Regions from separate parts of the Mus musculus genome. Here region 1 is linked to region 2. The links are chromatin contacts, called in public promoter capture Hi-C maps. All regions are on one chromosome and are shown on one strand. Each heading gives the region's core, a stretch centred on a gene start, on an enhancer-like site or on the middle of the called end of the contact. The rest is flanking DNA. Distances are from core to core; before and after follow the strand shown.

The links. Capture Hi-C pulls out chosen DNA fragments and counts their contacts.
Region 1: a promoter capture Hi-C map of liver shows a contact between it and region 2. The contact joins two enhancer-like sites. A contact is called at or near these places in 3 of 115 datasets of contacts at active chromatin or transcription factors (CD8 T cells, the HPC-7 cell line and microglia) and 2 of 9 other capture datasets (adipose tissue and liver).

Annotation. Positions count from the first base shown.
Region 1 is chr1:131,181,455-131,186,385 of GRCm38.p6, forward strand. It overlaps Rassf5 (Ras association (RalGDS/AF-6) domain family member 5), which reads right to left. Exons shown (of 6, transcript NM_018750.4): 3 at 690-800. It also overlaps a transcript of Eif2d not described here. Among named protein-coding and RNA genes, the nearest start is that of Eif2d, 31 kb to the left of the region's middle. Within about 2 kb of position 3,312, at least 133 of the 459 cell types and tissues checked have an H3K27ac peak or open chromatin away from gene starts, as enhancers often do. A contact at or near this core is called in adipose tissue and liver, where this site is marked.
Region 2 is chr1:131,070,517-131,075,955 of GRCm38.p6, forward strand. All of the region lies in intron 1 of Mapkapk2 (MAP kinase-activated protein kinase 2), which reads right to left. It also overlaps the pseudogene Gm25549. Among named protein-coding and RNA genes, the nearest start is that of Mapkapk2, 25 kb to the right of the region's middle. Within about 2 kb of position 2,030, at least 49 of the 459 cell types and tissues checked have an H3K27ac peak or open chromatin away from gene starts, as enhancers often do. A contact at or near this core is called in adipose tissue and liver, where this site is marked.

The DNA.
Region 1 (4,931 bases), core at 2,062-4,561, 110 kb after region 2:
CAAGTGGGAGGCACTGCTGATTCTGTCTGCCCAGTTCACTCTGGGTTGTAAACTACAGAAGACCTGACAGGTTACTCCATCCAGCCTGCCTGAGTCCCTTCCCAAGTCTCCTGTCTAGAAGTGCAGGAGGAAGTTCACTCTCCTCATGGGCCAGGAAGTTTTTAACTAGGCCACTCCAACCCTTTACCAGATAGGTGCCAATGGCCTTTGTTGGGTCTCATTCTAAAGGCAGAGCCTGCAGCCTCCTCTCTACCTCTGAGGGCATCAAAGCCCTCAGAGACCCAGCCCAACTCCAGCCTGACTGATAGCTGCATTTTCTGAGGCTCTTGAGTGACTTGGAAGCCCCAGGGAGCCAGTTGCTGCCAGTCACCAGCAGGGGGCAGGGCTCGCCTGATGTCACCACTTAAAGACAACTGTACATGTCAAGATCTCTTAAGCACGGGCTTGGGCGTGGAGATCTCTATTTCATACTGAAGTAAGGAGAGGTTAAAGTTTGCCAAAGTAGCCAGAGAGTGAATGGAACAGAGGTTGTATCTGGAGTCTATTCTAGAGCCCATTCCATTTCTCTGGATCCCTGAGGTCACAGAAAGCTGGGCCTGGACAAAGGAGAGTGAGCTGTAAGGGAGTCGTAGTTCCTGTGGAGGCAGGGCTGAAAAGATGTTGGGTAGGGATGGACAGGCTCTGCTTACCAGCTTCATGCCCAGGCAGTGCTTCTCCCTGCTGTTATAGCTGTCAATCTTCTGCTTGATCTCCTGTATCGTGGGCGGGTGCTGTGTCTCCTCCACTGCCTTACAGACATTCTGGAACAGACAGGTGGCAATGTGTACAGTGGCTTTCAGGATACAGAGGGCAGTAAGCATACCTCCCAAATGCCCCTCTGGCTAAGAAAGAAGTGCCAGCATGAGCAGTAAGAGGCCAGCCACTCAAATCTCTCTCAGCCTCAAGCTTCCTCACCTATGACATGGAAATAATACCTAGCCCAGACTGGCTGAGAGACCAGTGTCTGTATGCCCCATACCTAGGCACTGGCCATCAACTCGGTGAGTGGGACGTGGCCTGTCCGTGTCCAAGAAGCGATAAGCTACAAAGGTGTGAGTGAGTACATGCTAAAAAACGATAGCCAGGGACCAAGGGCACATCCCGCCTGCCAGTCAGCTCATGTCACTGGCAATAAGCTTTGCTCATAACATGTGATGATTTGTCAAGTGAATGAACTGTTAGGGACAGTTCATTCAGGCACCTCCTCTATACACTAAGGATTCAGCTATCTCCACATCTCACAGACCCAAACTTCCTGATTCCTGATTCTCCAGGTGAGAACACTGGGACTCTGCATTTACCAGCTCAATACCCCCATCCCCATGTGCAGAACAAGCCAGAAATCCCACACCTGTCCTGCTGTGGTCTCCCCGCATCACATGATTCGATCTGACAGAGTTCCCTGCTTTATCTGTGACCCGCCAGGAAAATGGAAGAAGGAACTTAAGGTCAGTATCCCTTGCAGTATGGTACCGGTGGATTCTGAGATCTCCACAGGTCTTTTTCACAGGTCCGTTCTCTGGACTTCCCTCATGTTCAGGGTCATTTCCCAGTTTGTCTTAATGCTCCCCAAAGTGGCTTGGAGTGCAGGGAGCCGGTAGGTGAAAATTCTCCCAGAATTATTCTGATCTTAGAAACCCAGCAGACTTGGGCAGTCAGGAATCATCTCTAGTACATCAGACAGCAGATGCCCAGAGAAGGATGACTCGACAGCATCTGATACCTGCTTGGGGTTTGGTTTGAAGAATTTTACAACGGTTTCCACATCACACTGTCCCCACCACCAAGTGAAGCACAGTGGGGTGCTCACCAACAGAGCTCATGCCTGGCCTTTCCCTTCAGCATGCCCATTTGTAGGACTTCATCACACGCACAGCACATCAGCACTTCCTCCTCCCACTCGCCAATCCTATAGGGCACAGGAAACTGCCAAGAGCAGTGGGCATTGCTGGGTCTGTATGGCTCCACCTTCCCAGCCCTCCACAGAGACGAGCCGACATCCTCTTTCATTCGAGGCTCTTGCATGGTCTGCTCCTGTGCACTTTTCACCCACAGCTCCTGATGGTAACTACTGGGTTGGTGGTCCAGATACCTTCTCTGACACACTACCTATGGCATTCCTATTGTAAGATCATGAACATAGAAAATAAATATGCTGATAGCCCATTGCTAGTGAGTAGCCAAGTAGGAGCAAGAATGAAGTCCATATAAGCATGGAGTCAAGTTCTCAACTGAGCATGTGGCCACCCTAGGGCAGCCCCTTCTGCTATCGGGATCAGCACCCCACCACACCAGTAATGGTCACTGAACTTTAACACTGCAGGCCTGGGATGAACAGATGATAAAACAAGACCTGGCCTGTGGAACATTCATCTAAGCTGGCCTATCAGTGGGTCCAGCTCTAGGCATCCCAGTGGGTTTTGCATCATCTATGAAGCTGGCAAAGAGGGACTCCTAACATCTGGAGTGAGGGCAGCTGGCAGGATGTAGGGGCCTGCCAGTATGTCCTCTTACTTGATCTTGAAGAATGCCCAAGAGAAAATAGTTGCTGGGACATCTCCTGTTTGCTTAAAGTGCATAACTCACGTGAGCCTCACAGGCTGTCTTCACCTGACTCATTCATCTGGAGGCTTCCAAACGGATTCCTCTCATTTGTCTTCACTTCTGGGACTCTCCATTTCCAGTCTCCACATGCTGGATACCTCTCTATGGACCAGATGTGCCTGGCTATGGCCCTGCCTTGCTCTCTGGTCATTTCAAGTCAGAATGGGTAGCTGGGTGGCTGCTGTTTTAGCCTTCATTCTACTCATCTCAGGCAGGCTGACTGTCATTCCTGGGACATTCTCATATTCATCTACAAAAAAAGAATTAAGTGATGGAAAACTCTAGAAGTCCCTGGAAGACCTCTGTTTTCCGTTCCAGCCATTTCCTTGTTGAAAAAGCAGCTGTGTTGTGGCTGCTGAAGGCCTGCTTCCACGCCCACTTTGGACCACAGTGAGTCACAGCTGCCTTGGCTTTAGGTTTCTTCTTCCTGTTCCACTTTTTTTATTCATTACATCAACCGATCTATTCTGTTCCCTTTCCACAAGGCTGGAAAATGATGCAAGTAGCCATGGGTACCTTCCAGACCAAGGCAGAAGATGGCATTCCTGACCTCAGCATTGGAAGATCTGGTCTTGGGGGGGGGGGGCGGTCGATGAGCTCCATCTACCTAGGAGCGTCAGCAGCCTGTGTGTGCCCAACACTGTGAACCTTGCTCACATAGAATGTCAGCGCCAAATGTCAGCACCCAGTTCAGTCTGGCTGCTGCCCACACTGAACCTGCCAGGCAAGATCTAACCTACAGATGGAATGAATCACTTTCCAAAGTAGGCCAATCAGTGAGCCCCGTCCAGGAGCTCAAAATCCACCACCTGGGAAACACCGTAGAATCTAGATTATGGACTCTTAAAACTTCCAAGCACATTGGCGTCATCTGGGGATTTTCTAAAAATGTGGTTTCCTGGACTTTCTCCTTAGAGAGTGATCTGGGATTGATCTGGGGTGTAGTCTGGGAACAAGAATTTTTGAAATCTATTAGATGATTTCAACATGTTGCAGAGTTCACAACAATTCCATCCAGCTACAGAGCTACTATTTTGGGGCCAACAGATAAAAGCTGGCCCCACATTTTACCTAAAAGGCAGAGTCCGCTGTGTCCGAGGACAAGGCAGGCTCTGGTTTCTGTTCATCTGACACAATCTCAAGCCCTCACAGTGCAGGACGTGTCTCTCTAATGATGGACACAAGGCAGAAGCCAGGAAGATACACGCTTATGTCTTGGGGCTCCCCAATGTCCAAACAGAATGGGGAACTCTTATAATTTAGTAAATCTAGGTATTATCCTGTCAGGTGTCTCTCCGAGAGTTTACCCATCTTGGGACTTGCAACATGGAATTGATTCTCTCTGACTAATCCCTGGCAGCAGCTAAGCTGTTTTCAGCATGCCTGGCTCATCCATGGTACTGCTGAAAAGCTGGCTTGTCTAACGTCCTAAGCCACAAAAGGCTGTGACCACTGTAAGCTCTTGAAGGTACTGCAGTAAGGAAGTTATAAAGTGGAGGCATGACAACCACGTGACAGGCTGTGTGCCAGTCATAAGAGCACAGATCCCCTCCCCCCCCATTCCCTAATATCTATTAAAACGCCCTCAGTGGGTTGGGAGTGGTGGCAAGCACCCATAACCCCAGCACTTAGGAGGCAGAGGCAGGAGGATCACTGCAAATTCAAGAGCAGCCTGGTCTATATAATGAACTATCAGAACTATTATCTCAAAAAACCAAATAAAGTCAAAATATCTTTAAAAAAAACCCCAGCACAGACAGCTTTATGCTAGGTCAGACTTTGCTGTATTTTATCTTCAAGGCAACACTGGCTAGGTCCACAGTGCAATCAGAGACAAACGGGAATCTTCATTTTGGTTATTCTGCTCTAAGGATGACCCTCTAAGGAGTGAGGCCGGTAGCTTCTAGAAATCTCCAGCCAAGTTCACAGAGTGACAGTGGGCGGAGGCAGAGGAGAGTGTGTCCACCCTCAGTGCTGGCTTTGGCTTGATCTAAATCACACAAACCTCAGTTCTAAAAAAAAAAAAGTCACTCTCCTAAAATGTGTCCAAGTGTTCTCCTTGCCTGTGACTTTGATGGTCTCACTCCTGTCTGCCCATCTGCAGTTGCTTTCCCCGGCAAGGCTTCCCTAATCACCGCAGCCCCGCATTGATGGTGGCGGTGACGACAGTGAGCCTCGTACTGTTCCCAGCATGTATCAGTTCACACACCTCCACAAGCCAGCACATGAAGAAGGGCCCCATCCTCACAACCATATATAGCTGGAGAAAATGAATCACAGCCAGACCG
Region 2 (5,439 bases), core at 780-3,279:
CCAGCCTGGACAGTCTGTGATAATGCCTTTTAATATTTTTCTCAGAAACATTCTTTATTTTATGGTTTGTTTCTGAGGTTGGAGGAATGTTAATCTGTGTTTTCCATTGCTGCAACAAATCATGTCCCCATAAATTCATGGCTATATTAGCAACATGTGGCTTTCATTTTCCTCTGTCCTTCGGGCCCTATGCACTCAGTTTTACCTGAGATAAAGTTTCAATCCCTAGAAACTGAATACTTACCTGCTGAAGAGGCCAATCTGGACGCCAAGATCTTGGTGAAATTATTGTTACATCTGCTCCTGTGTCTACTAAGCCTTCAATTTCAATGTCATTTATTTGTATTTTTAGCTTTGGTCTCTGATCATTTGTAGCAGTTTGCCAAAATATTTGTTTTCTGGTCTCCCCTGAATTCTTTGTTTTATCTACTGAAACTCTTCTGATCTTGAGTGTATCCAGAGCAGTACTGTATTTAAAAACAGGCGCTAAATCTTTTAATTGCTCTATGGATGAGTTTCCCCAAAGTTGACAGGGAATGATTGAATGGAATTTGGTACTGGGGCCTTTGGGAGGCTCCCTAGGGCATTTCCCAATGGCAAAGTGTTACCCTGCCTAGCCCTTGTTGACTTATATTCATTAGTCCAATGCTGGGTTATACCATACCTTCTGCATACTCTAAAATTTAGTCTGGGGCCTTCTTTTTGGATTATCTCTAGAAAAAATATTATTTCTAGAAACACCTTGCCTTTCCGGATGACTTTGCTTTCCACAACTAAAACATCTGCCATTTTGATTTCCCTTTAAACTTTTTTTTTTCTTTTTTTCGAGACAGGGTTTCTCTGTGTAGTCCTGGCCGCCCTGGAACTCACTCTGTAGACCAGCTGGCCTCGAACTCAGAAATCCGCCTGCCTCTGCCTCCCAAGTGCTGGGATTAAAGGCGTGTGCCACTACTGCCCAGCCCCTTTAAACTTTTAGGAATTACTTCCCCTATCAGAGTAGCATCATAACTGTGAGCTCTAGTATCACCTAATCACAAGGAAAGTGAGGCACTGAAAGATGGATCCCAAGACCTAAAACCTGCTAGCAAGCCAGGCAGGGCAGAGTGGGTGTCAGCTCAGGAAAAGAGAGCAGAGTGCCTCAGCGCGTGAACTAGATGCTGCAGCCAAGTCAAAACTGATCAGGGAGGAAGGGGCCCCCTGTTGGGAACAGAAACTGGGGGAATGTCCATGGCTACCCTGCCCATCTGTTCTAGCACGAAGGCTCGATGTCTGTCAGACTAGAAATGCTAAACATGGGCAAGGAAGCAATCCGCAATCCAGAGTGCTAACACTCTACCCACTGAGAGGTACAGAGTTACTGCTTGTTTAAAGGGAAGACCAAACACACGGACTGGTTTACATGCACCATCTCTGGTAAAGCTCTGGGGCAGATCATCAGCTAGGCCTTCACTGTCCAGCCTGGGCTCCCTGAGAAATCACGGCCAGTGACTCGCATTTCTTGTCTCAAAGAGTTACTAAATTATGCTTAGGCCCCCATGGTGGTGCTATTTTGGGAGGTTCTGGACACTTTAAGAGGTTGAAACCTGACTAGAGAAGGCAGGTCACTAAAGGTAAGTCCTTGAATGGATTCTGTCACCAGCTCCCCATCTTGTTATTTCCCATAAACAGCTCTCTTTTACTACGTTCCTCCAAGCACATGGGGCCATGTTGACTATGGACTGGACTCTCTGAACCTTGAGCCAGTATAAACCCTTCCTCGGATGGCTTTTGCTAAGGTGTTTGGTCATACCAAAGCAAAAGCTAAAAACACTGGTGTTACTCACAATAGGTGTCTTCTCCCACTACAGACCAAGGCAATGTCTTGTCCATTCTTTGGTTCCAAGTTGTAAGTCCCCAATACACGGCACTTGAGAGGAAGTCCATAAAAATCTGCTTGCTGACTAACTCAGAGAGTCCACCCCATGACAAAAACAAGGAATGCCATCCTTGGCTTTGTCTAATATTTTACCACTGAGCTGACTAACGACATCACCGACAACAAGCTTATGAAATCTGCAGTGTGGAAAGAGCAGACAGAAACAATCAGGCGTGGCCTGGGCAACAGGGTTTTTTGTTACTGCTTTTGCTTTAAGACACAGTAGGAGAAAACATGAGGCAAAAATCGCCTCCAAGACCTGTTAGTATTTCTGGAGTCACTACAACAGCAGAGGAGGAAGGAACCTTGTCACAGGAGTGGCTCCAGATACCAGGGAGCAAAGGCTCTGTCTGCCTGCCTGGGGTGGACCCAGCCGGTCTGCCACCATCTGGGCAGTGGCCCCAAGGAGGTTCCTATCGTCAGGCCTCCAGTCCCCTTCCACACAGAATAGGACAATAATGTATCTTCCTCAGGGAGGGGTTAATAAAACTGGGCTTAGATCTGTGCCTCCTGCAGTAAACATACTTGTTGGTTTTTGTTATTAAGCTACTTCTAAGAAAAACAAAGGGTGTAAAGAATTGTGACTAAAGGCATAGTTCTAAAGTTCATTCAAATACCAACTTCAACCTTGCCTGGCCTTAACCAATGACTTCATTTTCTCAATCTACACTACCCTCAGCCACTTAATGCAGACAGTGATAGTATCTAAATGTGTATCAAATATGTATCAAAATATGCCATGAGTTTCTCGTTAGAGACAAGGAAGAAACAGAAGCACAAACTTTCCCAGATGGCCTGCTGACCAATAACCAACTGACTGTAAAAAGATTGGTCACTGCCCACAATATTACCATGTGCACGGTGACCTGCACACTCAAGAGCTCACAGAGAAGTTTGTCCTCCACACAATCACTCAATGCTAATCCACCACGGCAGCCGAAAGCTGAGCCACGCTGCCGAGAACTGGTCATTTCATCTGTAGTAGGTGAAACTCATGAACGTTAGAAAATGAAGACCACACAAAACACATAACTTGGAAGTATGCACACTAGAGATCCATAGTGATTAGCTTTAGGAAAAGCAACAGCTTGGACCTGTTTTCAAACTAGGCTGACCCTCCCCCCATCAAGACCACTTCATTCTACTTCCTGATCAGCAGGAACAAAAGACTCCAAGGGAAATAAATGTTGCCCCACAAACCTAGCAGGGACCCGTCCTCTGGAAAGTGATGGATGGATTGCTTCATGGATGTGCATGTCCTGTGTAGGGGCCATGCTAGTCTTCTCTGTATAGTTCCATCTTTAGTGAGTGTGGTACCACCAAACTATACTGATGCTTGCCCCAAGGCACACTTGGCAGTTATCTGGCATAAGTGTTCATTATCACTGCTTTGGGGAGCACATGGCAACTGCATCTAAGCAGTGAAAGCCATAACGTTGCTCATTCCTACAAATCCCAGGACAACATCAACTTCTACCCTACCCCCACTCTCCCTGGCTCCTATCACAACAATGCATCTAGTCAATAATACCACAGCTAAGAAAGGCTGATTTAAACCAGGGTCCCAATAAAGCTAATTTTAGTAGTAGCTTTTTCATCAGCTAGAAGCAGGGATTAAATGAGACAAGAGCAAACAGAATGTGTGCAGCTCCTGTTCGAGGATTCAATGTGATATCACGCTGAGTATCTTAACAGCAACATCAGTCAGTCGGATGGGCAGCACTGTGATGGACAGTAACTCATCTGGCACGGCACAGCGCCACCCACGGTCTGCACTGCACACACACACACACACACACACACACACACACACACCACACCCAGGGTGCCGCAGCTCAGCTCTAGGTCACACAGGGAAAACTGTGCTCCTGCTCAGAAGAGGAAAACCACGCTGTGGCAGATCTGAGGACCACAACACAAGAGAAACAGTCCACAAAACTAGAGCAACAGGCCTGAAGAGACAGCCCTCAAGCGGGAGTCAGGGACTCAAAGCAGACTAAATTCTGTTTCTCAGTGGCAGCAAGCAGGTCAACAATGATAAAGTCTTATAAGACTGCCATTTTCCTCTTCTGGAAAAAGTTGGGCAGGCTCCAAGGAGAGCCCACCCTCTTGGGGAGAGTAACTCAGCTGAAGAGTGGGCTCGCCCTAATCTCAGACAGTCAGAAGGCAGGGCAGCTGGCCAGGAATAGGCAGCCTCCAGTACCCATGCAATCACACGCCAGCTACTTCCCCGGGAGAGATGAAAACACCAGGCTCACAAGAAAAAGCCCTGTGTGGGAAGCTCTTGGAGTTTGAGTCCTCCGTTCTCAAAGCTGGAAACAACCCAAACGCCCATCCACAGGAGAGAAGATAAGCAACTATCGTGCCCACACAATGGAACAGGACTCAGCACAGAGAGTAACAGACCACCAGCACATGCAACCATGTGGATAAACCTCACATCACAGGTCGTTCACACATGCACACAGGCGTGCACACACATACATACATGCATACACACAGGTGTGTGCACACACACACACATACACACATACATACAAGAGTGGAGTGGTGTGTGTGTATGTCCATCTTGTCAAGGGGTATATATTGGTACCATTGAGAGGGCATGGAGGAATTTACTAGAGTAATAAGCTTTTTGCTATAGAGACTGGGGTTGTATATGGAACCCCTGTTAAGCTTCATCAAATTAAGATTTTTGTATCTCATTGCTATTTAATTTTACCAAAAGAGAGAGACAGAGACAGAGAGCGAGAACAATGGCAAATACTAGAATTTAGTGCAAATGCATACTGGAAGTACAAGGTGTCATGGGCTGGTGTCTAACCCACTCTGAAGTCCCTGCAAATACAAACTGTTTGGACAGGTCAGCTCAGAGTGCAAAGGGTGACAGAACAGTATGGTAAATGGCTAATGCGAGAACAAGGTGGCTGAGCAGACAATGTTAACCGCACATCACAGTAAGACAAAAAGAGAAAGAACAGCCAGGCTCCTGCACCACAAGGGACCAAGAGGAGGCTGGAGGTCACAGGAGGAAAGTATACAGGGTGCTCCTCTCAACCCACAAAGGGTCACTCAACGCAAGAACTGTGGAAGGCCAGGCTGACCCGGTGACACGCAACTCTAGCCAGCACAGAGCAAATGCAAGGCACTCAGACCTTGGATATCATCAATTCCTACTCCTATGGGACCAGCTGCATCATTGTGTAACAGTCAGGAACAAGTCCTGACCATTCTAGCCTGAGAGGAAGAGATCAACGCCCAGTGCAGGGGTGAGAGCATGTTTCTGTCCAGCTTTGACAGCCCAATATTTATAATGTCTCTAGAAACCACTTTTCTAGATAGAAACCAAATACACAGATGTCAATCAAACCTCCACTCATCTCCAGCAATCAGATCTACACAGGCCAAAAGCAGGAGCCTGCTGCTTCACCAAGGACTCCTCAAGAAGCAGCCTCAAGTCCAAGCAGCCCTGGACCACGATGTTCCGCTCCGCAGGTGAACCACAGCAAGCATCTGAATCAATA